Regions from separate parts of the Ovis aries genome. Here region 1 is linked to region 2. A link is a contact called in public Hi-C data. All regions are on one chromosome and are shown on one strand. Each heading gives the region's core, a stretch centred on a gene start, on an enhancer-like site or on the middle of the called end of the contact. The rest is flanking DNA. Distances are from core to core; before and after follow the strand shown. Region 1 holds the start of SLC25A39 (solute carrier family 25 member 39). Region 2 holds the start of NAGS (N-acetylglutamate synthase).

What was found. Hi-C and Micro-C count contacts between places; a contact is called where the count stands out from the background.
Region 1: a Hi-C map of mixed tissues shows a contact between it and region 2, with 2.8 times the contacts expected there. The contact joins the promoter of SLC25A39 here to the promoter of NAGS in region 2. A contact is called at or near these places in 2 of 16 Hi-C or Micro-C datasets (hypothalamus and mixed tissues).

Annotation. Positions count from the first base shown.
Region 1 is chr11:43,867,777-43,872,205 of ARS-UI_Ramb_v3.0, forward strand. It overlaps SLC25A39 (solute carrier family 25 member 39), which reads right to left and starts at 2,946. Exons shown (of 12, transcript XM_060394921.1): 1 at 2,888-2,946; 2 at 54-153. The coding sequence starts at 138.
Region 2 is chr11:43,601,319-43,605,720 of ARS-UI_Ramb_v3.0, forward strand. NAGS (N-acetylglutamate synthase) reads left to right here and starts at 2,887. Exons shown (of 6, transcript XM_060394920.1): 1 at 2,887-3,354; 2 at 3,931-4,205; 3 at 4,318-4,402. The coding sequence starts at 2,929.

The DNA.
Region 1 (4,429 bases), core at 1,696-4,195, 270 kb after region 2:
TCTGGTCAGCCCCAGCCCCCAGCTGCTCCCACCCCACTTTCCCCAGGTCTTACTGAAGAGGGAGGTGACCACAGCCCCCGCGCCAGATGCCACCATTTGTTGGAGGGGGCTAATGCCCCCTGGGTCCTGGTCAGCCATCTTGTAGCTTCAGTTCTGAAAAGCAAGTGTCAACTGGAGCAAAAATCAGAGTCAGGAAAGGGAAGAAAGGAGGCAGGGGTGCCTGGGGACACTGCAGGGACTCTCACCCCATTCACTCACTGAGTATGAGTTTCTCACAACCACTTTCTAAAGCAGTTATTCTCAGCTTCACCTTGCTGGGGGCGTGGGGGTGGGGAACATGCTCAGAGAGGTGAGTTGACCGGCCCAAGGTCACACTGGGAGTAGTCAGCAAGGAAACTGAGAGAGTCTCCCATCAGTTAATGGACAATAACGGCCCACCGCCATTCCCTCTCCCTCGCCACACCAGCGTACTGTGATCCAGTTCAGTGCAGGTGCCCCAGCAGGCCTGGGTACCAACGATCAAAACGCCTCCACTCCAGCGCCCAGGCCCGAGATGGGTGCATGCGAGCCTTGAGTCACATGGCGTGGAGAGGTGAGGCCCGGAGGTGAGGGAAAGGGAACAAATCTGAGAGCGGCGAAGGGTCCATCCCCTTTCCTGGGACTAAAGGTGAGGACTCCCAGACCTCCCCCGCACCCGCCCTCTCGAGGCCCGAAGGGCCAGGCCCCGGGGCCGAAGGGTAAAGACGAATTTCTTTGCTCTCTCTCTCTCGCGAGCGGGGATGGTGGCGTGGGGGTGGGGGGTAGGCTAGGCCGATAGTGCCTGAAATAGGGATAGGACGACAAGATCGCTCTTCACCCCTCAGAGACATTCTGTTCCGACTCCTCGCGCAGGGAGCGCCCGGTGGGGCCGACTAGGTCGGCCCGCGACTCCCGGCTCCTAGCCCAGGCCCGCCCGGCTCAGCCTCCCTCGGACCCCTAGGGACCCAACTCCCGCCTCTGCCTCCCGCTTGGCCCTCAGCCTTGGTTCCGTCCCGCCCACCTGGCTCTAGGCCGGTGCTCGAGCGGCGCGGTGCCCGCGGCCGGGCGGACCCATAGCGGCTCCGCCGCCGGTGCGGGCTCCGCGCGCGCTCACTCGGCACCAAGGCCGACTCGGAAAGCGGCCGAGCTCGCCCCGCCCCCGGTTGGCCCTGCGAGGCCCCGCCCCCTCGGGCCGACCGACCGTTTGCCCGGAGTGCCGCTGGCCCGCCCACTCGCGGGCTCCTCCCTGTCCCGCGCTAGCCCGAACCCGCTCGGCCGGTGCCCAGTCCCGCCCGCGCGCCAAGGTCGTGTGTCACCACGCCGCGCTCAACCTGGCGGCAGCGCTGTACTTGACAACTTATTGTCCCCAACACCACCCCACCAATACCGCGGCAGAACTCTGCTCCCGCAAACTTTCCAAACGAGCATGGGTAACGCACTCCCCCCGTTTTCTTCATTCGCGGGCCGGAAGAGATTTGAATCAATTCTTTCAGGATCGCGAGGGCGATCAGATAGTGATGGCAAACATCAACCCACCCGGCTCTTTGTTGAGGTTTTTACAACTTCATGACGATCGTATCAAACAGGGTCGTCCCCATTTAACAGACAATCCACCGAGGTTGCAACGCCAAAACCACTTGACAAACTGCGGGGTACCATGCGGGTGTGGGCGATGGAGTTAACGAGTAAGCAACTGAAGCCAGACAGGCTGGCCCGAGGAGCGGCTGGCCTGGGAGCCCCTGTGAGATCTGGGTTTAACCTGGGCTTCGTCCCACCTCCTTGTGACCCTGGGCAAGTTACAACGCCGCTCCGGGCCTCGGATTTCTTACTTTGCACTGAGATAGGATCGAGTAGGGGGAAAAGGGACCAACATTTCTGTATTGGTTACTCTCACAAAACCTATTTCTACGTCTCAACAGTTTTAGAAATAGATTATTTTTCGCCTTCCCCATTTTACGGAAGACGAAACTGAGGGTCAAAGTTAAGAACCCGGAATTCGAACTGGACAAATACCAAACCCCTCCCCTCAAATTGTCTCTCCGGGGTGACAGGTTGGCGTAAATCCTGTAACGAAGTCTCCGATCCTGCTTCTCAGGAGACTCATTTTTCTCCCGGGCCAGTCCCGTTAGCCGAGACCCCACCAACTGCCTCGCCTTTAAAACTTCGTTCGCTCACCGATTATTTGTTCTAACAGAAAAACGAACACGGGCTATGAGCCTGCGCCTTTAAGAATGGTAGGCCGTGACTCTGACGTCACTTGCTTCTCCGCCCCTCACCTCCAGAACGGTTGCTTCCCGGCCGGGAGTAACCCAGCCAGCCGGTGCACGCCGGAGTAGCACGTGGATTCCATGGGGCCAACCATGCGCTTTCCCTGAGAAAAGTCTTTGCGGCTCTCTGAGGCTAGGAAACCCGAAGTGGGGGGCGGGGAGTGACCGGTGAAGAGCTGCTGGTCTAAAGGGCCCCGAGAGAAGGCGCCATTTACATTCCCTTCTTATACCAAGTGAGTTTTGAAACGACACAAAATCATTTTATAAACTGTCAGGGAGAGAGCCCAGCCGCGATTAAGGTCCTTTACCGCCTTACAGACATGGCTTACAAACAGTTTCACAGCCATCAGCCAAGAGATACCTCTTCCCATTTTACAGAGGAAGAGACAAGTCCTTGTGTGTAATGACTCCTGGTCTGGAGTAGAACCCAGACTTCTCCCATGCACTCTTCCCATTTTACGGTGAGAAAATGAGGACCCTAGAGGTCAAGTTGCATCGAAATCACATGAGAGCAGCAGGCTCTCTGCTCCTGGCAAAGGTTTACTCAGGCCTTAGGTCTCAAGAACTCTAAGATACAGCACGTGCAGGCCCGCACCACTTACCTGCCTCAAGATCAGAGCTCTGGGAGGCCAGGACCTGGTTCCAGTCTGAGCTGCCTCCTGCAGCAGCTGTGGGACATCTAGCAAATATCTAGAGGTTTTTAAGCCATTTATAAAATGAGCTGATGGGGATCAAAATACCTGCACCTCCCAGCAATTTTGTATTTTATGAGTTAATAGCTCTAATATACATAAAGCCCTGTCTGGCACTTGGCAAGCAGTCAGTGACTGTTACTATTACTGTTGTTTAGTTGCTAAGTCCTGTCTGACTCTGCAACCCCATGGGCTGTAGCCTGCCGGGCTCCTCTGTCCATGGGATTTCCCAGGCAAGAATACTGGAGTGGGTTGCGATGTCCTTCTCCAGGGGATCTGCCTGACACAGGAATCAAACCTGTGTCTCCTGCATTAGCAGGCGAACTCTTTACCACTGAGACACCTGGGGAAAGCACTGTTATTATTCATTGTCCCCTCCCCCTTGGCACAGAAATTTCTGGAAAGGGTCTTTAGAGCAACCAGGATTCTGATCCTAAATGCAGGTGCAGATAGTGATGACTCCTCACATGCCTTCTTCCCAGAGCAACGTAGCTCAACCAGGAATCAAACCTGGTGATCTCTGAGCCTCAGTCTCCTTCACAGTAGAAGGAGGGGCTCGCACTCCTTGCATTTCTGAGTTTCTTCTTGCAAAAGGGTGCTTTTGAGATTTGTCACTACACCTGTTTCCTCAACTGAAAGATGAGGTCACCTGCCTGCTGATTTACAGACTCTTAGCTAAAGACAAGTCTGTAAAAAGCTAAGTAAAGAGTCAACAAATAGTTCTGTGGCCCCACCCAGAGCTGAGCAGATCACAGCCCCTGCCATACACCACAGTAAATGCTTTGAGGCTGAGAAAACCTTGGGCACCAAAGGTCAGCACACTGGCAGCAGTGTGGGTAGCTGCGAGAAGTTATTTACCGCTGGAGCCGATGGAGGTGCCATCCAAGGGCAATCAGAGCAACTTCAGGGTGGAGCCACAGCTTGAGATGCTCGTAACTGTGGGGCCCTGGCTAGACTGGCCTGCCCTGAGAAGCAAGCCTAGAGTCCTGAGGAGGAGACGGCCACTGTCCTGGCTGACTCAGCCATGGTTCACACTGACCAGGCACCCAAAAGTCCTTCTAGAGGCAGCATGTGGCCCCATGTGGCCATCACCAGCCTCCTTGTCAGATGGTAAAAACAGATATTCCTTTCAACTGTAAAAGGGGAGAAAACAGTACCAGCCCCAGAGGTTATCTCAGGGACTGATGAACAAGTCCTTGCCTGGCACTGGGGAAGGGATATAAACAGAAGATAGTTTATTGTGAGGCTCAGTTCTTCCAGGGCAAGCCCCAGCTTGCACCCCTAGGGCCTAGGAAGACATTTAGGGCCCTGAAGTAGGGCTCAGGTTCGTCCCATGGACTCTACCAGCACCTCTGAGTTTAGAGCCAGAACTGTGCCCACCAGAAGTGCCTTGCTGGAGGCCAGTCCCCAAGCTTCTGGATCACAGAACCAGAGAAAAGTGATCCAAACTCT
Region 2 (4,402 bases), core at 1,637-4,136:
AACGGATGGTGTGGGTCTCTGCTTTTGTCTGATCTGTGTATCTATGTGTGTGTTTCTTCCTGTGCTATGATTGAGACTGTCAGCTGTCAACCCTGGCCCCTCACCTGCCCAGATTCCTGTTGCCTCCATGTCCACGTATACTAAGTGGCAGCCAAGGAGGACTCTAACGGGAGGGAAAACCTTGACCCTCCAAACCTGCCCCTGTGTCCAGGGCTGAGGCCCCTGCTGAGGGGAGGTGTCTGGAGGAGTTAGAAGGTTATTTCTGCTCCCAGCATCTTGAGGACCCAAGACCTGATAAGTGCCCTGGGACTTCCTTGATGGTCTAGTAGTTAAGAATCCACCTTGCATTGCAGGGGATGCAGGTTGCATCCCTGGGCAGGGAACTAAGATCCCACATGCCTTGTAGCAACTAAGTGTAGCTTGCTGCAACTACTGAGTCCCCATGCTACAACACCACGTGATGCTCCCACATGATGTAACAGAGATACTATGTGCTGCAAGTAGGCCTTACGCAGTCAAATAAATAAATATTAAAAAAAAAAAGATAGGAGCCCAGTTCTGAGCCCATTGACAACAGATCTTGCTCTGAAAAATGAGGGAAAAACAAAATTCAAGCTGGAATCATAGACCAACAGTGATCCTGCAGGCCTTCAGGTCAGAGGGCGGGTTAGGCGAGGGTGCTGACCCCACACACCCACAGACGTCTCCTCCAGAAGGCAGGGTCGGTTCCCAACCATAGGCTGGCCTGCCCCAGGGATAGTGACCCCAGGGTCATCTGGCCTGGAGTTAATCATCTACTTGGGGTATTCCTGGGTCCCATTGGCTGTCTGCGGACACAGCCCTCTGGGCTGAAGCCCAAGAAGAGGGAAGGAGATCCCCAGCCAGGGTGAGCCCCACCAGCCAGGGGAAATGGGGTGGATGCTCTTGGCTACTTGGGGCCCTCGGGAAGCCCCCCAGCTGAAGAGAGAGACACCAACCCTGCCCTCAGGGAGCCCAATCTGAAAAGAGAGGTCATCCTTGCCCTCACAAAGGCCCCGAGTTGGCAAGAGGCAGGACTCAACTGCAGCTGGCGGGGAAAGACCTGGAAGAATTGATGAGGGGCCAGGACAGAGGCAGGGATCCAGAGCAGCAAAGGCAGGAGAGACCCAGAACCGGGAAACTGAGTAGGGAGGTGTTGAGGAGGCACTCTGAGGAGGGGCTTGGATGGAGAGACCAGGAAGGGAAAGCACATTTGAGGGTGGGGCTCTCTGAGAGCAGAAAGAAGGAAAATCAAGATGCCCCAGTGGATTCTGGGAAGTGGGGGGCGGGCGGCAGCAGTAAGGAGAGAAGAGAAAGGCAGCCCTGGAGTTGGCCCCACAGGGCAAGGTGTACAAACCCTCCCTCTCATTGCTTCACTCTCTGTTGGAACTCAGAATTTCGAAGCAGGGAAATGGAAAAGTGAGCGGAAATCACAGAGGTCAGCTCCTGTCTCCTGCTGACAGGAGTCTCCTGCCCGGGACAGTACGTGCATGTACTGTGCTGTGTGCGTGTGTGCCTGCTTGTATAACGTGCACCTGTTCACGGGAAAGTGTCTTTTAATGGGGGAGGCCCAGGAAGGACTGGTGCATTCAGCTGGCATCCTCTGCAGTACTCAGGAGAGAAGAACCCAGACTATGCTCCCCACGCAAGCAAAGCCCCAGGAGTCCTGAGTTCCAGCACAGGGAACACAGAGCTGTGCAGGGGTGGGGCGGTGGGGGGGGCCCAAGGGTGCCAAGGGTCTGGCCGTGACACTAACAAGCTGTGTGACCTCAGCCAATTTGTCACCCCTCTGCAGTTGGTTTCACCCTCCATAAGGACAGAGGGTGGGACCCCATCAGAGGATAGTGTCCCCGAGGGCAGGATGTGTACCAGATTGCGCACTGGGTGTTTTTAAGCAGCACACGTATACAGTATTAAGCAATAATGAATCACATCCTATGAAAGTTTTCAAGTCCTTTGCACATCTTGCTTAATAACATGAATCAGGAACAAAACTGCTTTGCCTCAAAGACCACCTCCACTGCTAATGAACTGAATGACCTTGGCCCTCACACATTTCTGTGCCTCAGTCTCCTCATCTATAAAATGGGTATAATAAAAGTGTCCATTCTGGAGTCATTGTAAGGCTTCAGTGAGTTACTATTTGTGAAGTGCTTTGCATAGGGCCTGGTGTTCTGCATGTGTCAGCAGCTATTCTACCAAGGAAGAAGCGTCAAGCTTGCTATGGGATCTCTACCTTCCTAACCATCTTTGTTTCCAACAGAAGCAGTCAACACTATCCAGCTGGAATTTATAACATTTTTTAACCTGTTTATTTGTAAGGCTTTCTTACAAGTGACATCAGCTTTCTAGTTACAGTCCTGATGTGGATAAATTTAAAATTTATCCACAAAGACAAAATTCTTCAAGGTGGCACCCAGTGGCTGGGGTTTGGCAAACCCTGGTAACCTCCACGTGATTCCATCTTCTTTGAGCTCAAACGGGGCAGAGGCTTGCCCTACCCCCGGGCTTTCACTCTTGCCCCATAAGCCTCCTTCCTTAGTCAGGTGGCTGCTCTGCCCTCTTGCCCTAGTCAGACTCCTCCTTGGTTGTTCAAGACCCCGCTGAGCGCCAGAGCCACCTGTGGGGCCCCTGAACCCTTCTGAAACCGGCCTTGGCAGTAGCTTAGACACGCAGCCACCCTTTATCTCGGCCTCGTGACTCTCGCTAGTGGGTTCCGTCACCCCCCTCCAGGGGCGGGGAATCCTGTCAGCGCCGCCCTCTGACCCATGGCCCGACCCGCGGCCCCCTACCCCGTCGTCGCCCCGCCCCGAACGGCCCAGCCCCGCCCCGCGGCAGGTTAAGAGGCCCCTGAAGGCAGGAGCTCCTGACAGACGGTCACTAGTGGGGGGGCGATTCGGTCTGGTTGTCATGGCGACGGTGCGTATGGCCTGGGCCCTCTGGGCAGCGCCTGTGGGCGGGAGGCTCCGGGGACCCCGAGGCACGGGGAGCACCAGGAGGCTGAGCTGCGGCGCGCGGCGGCAGGCGACCAGGGGTACCAGCCCGGGACGCCGGCTCAGCACGGCTTGGAGGCCGGCCCAGCTAGCCCGAGAGGAGGCCGAGGGAGCCAAGGACGACGTCCATCCGTCTGCAGCGGAGGAGCCGTTGTGGACGCAGCCCCCCGCGCCCCCGGTGCCCCCCGATTCCCCGGGGCCCCCCGCCGGCCGCTCGCTGGTGCAGCGAGACATCCAGACCTTCCTGAACCAGTGCGGGGCCAGTCCCGGGGAGGCGCACCACTGGCTCACGCAGTTCCAGGCCTGCCATCACTGCGCCGACAGGCCCTTCGCCGTCATCGAGGTGAGCCGAGCCCGGCGTCTGGCTGGGTCGCAGACCGTGGGTGGGGGCTGTGTGCCGATGTGTCGCCGGGTCTGGCAGGACGGGCTGTCGATCGGGGAGGGGAACCAGGAAGGGGATCAACTGAGCCCTAACGAGCGCCCGGGACTGGGAGAGGCCGCGGCCCTCGAAAAGCCTGGCTCCTAGCCCGGTGAGGAGTCTGGGGTCTCCAGCCGGTGGAATAAGATGCGCCAGAGTAGTCCTCCCACCCTGGGCACAGTTAGGGGTTCAGTTGGCCATCGGGGAACCTGGAGAGAAGCTGCCTGTGTCACCCCTCCCCCTAAGGTGTCCTAGAGTCCAAGGTCGCAGGGAGCAGCCGAGCGACTAACGCTAGTGTGAGATAAGAGGATGATGGCAAGACCCAATGGGGCAAAGGGCAGAGCAGGTGGGCGCAGGTGACCAGAAATGGGGTCTGATAACTCCTGGGCAGGATGGGGACTCCCCCTCAGAGGGGACCCTGAGGACCAGGCTGGAGGAACGAGCAGGTGAGGAAGGAGTCAGGGTGGGCGTCGTGCCCCCTGAACGCCCACGCCTCCGCAGGTGGAGGAGGAGGTGATCAAGTGCCCGAAGGCAGTATCCAGTCTGGCCTTCGCCCTGGCCTTCCTGCAGCGCATGGACATGAAGCCATTGGTGGTCTTGGGGCAGCCTGCTCCCACGGCGCCCTCGGGCTGTCTTTCCTTCTGGGAGGCCAAGGCACAGCTCGCCCAGAGATGCACGGTGCTGGTGGACGCCCTGCGGCACAATGCGGCAGCCGCCGTGCCTTTTTTTGGCGGCGGGTCTGTGCTGAGCGCTGCTGAGCCAGCCCCTCACGCCAGGTGAGTGCCGACCCTGCCTGTCCCGGCTCCTCGGATCACGCCGCTCGGCCTGCGCAGCCCCAGCCCCGCGGGCCCGGAGGCGATCTCCTTGAGCCCCGCGTCTGGCCCACAGCTACGGTGGCATCGTCTCTGTGGAGACCGATCTGCTCCAGTGGTGCCTGGAGTCCGGAAGCATCCCCATCCTGTGTCCCATTGGG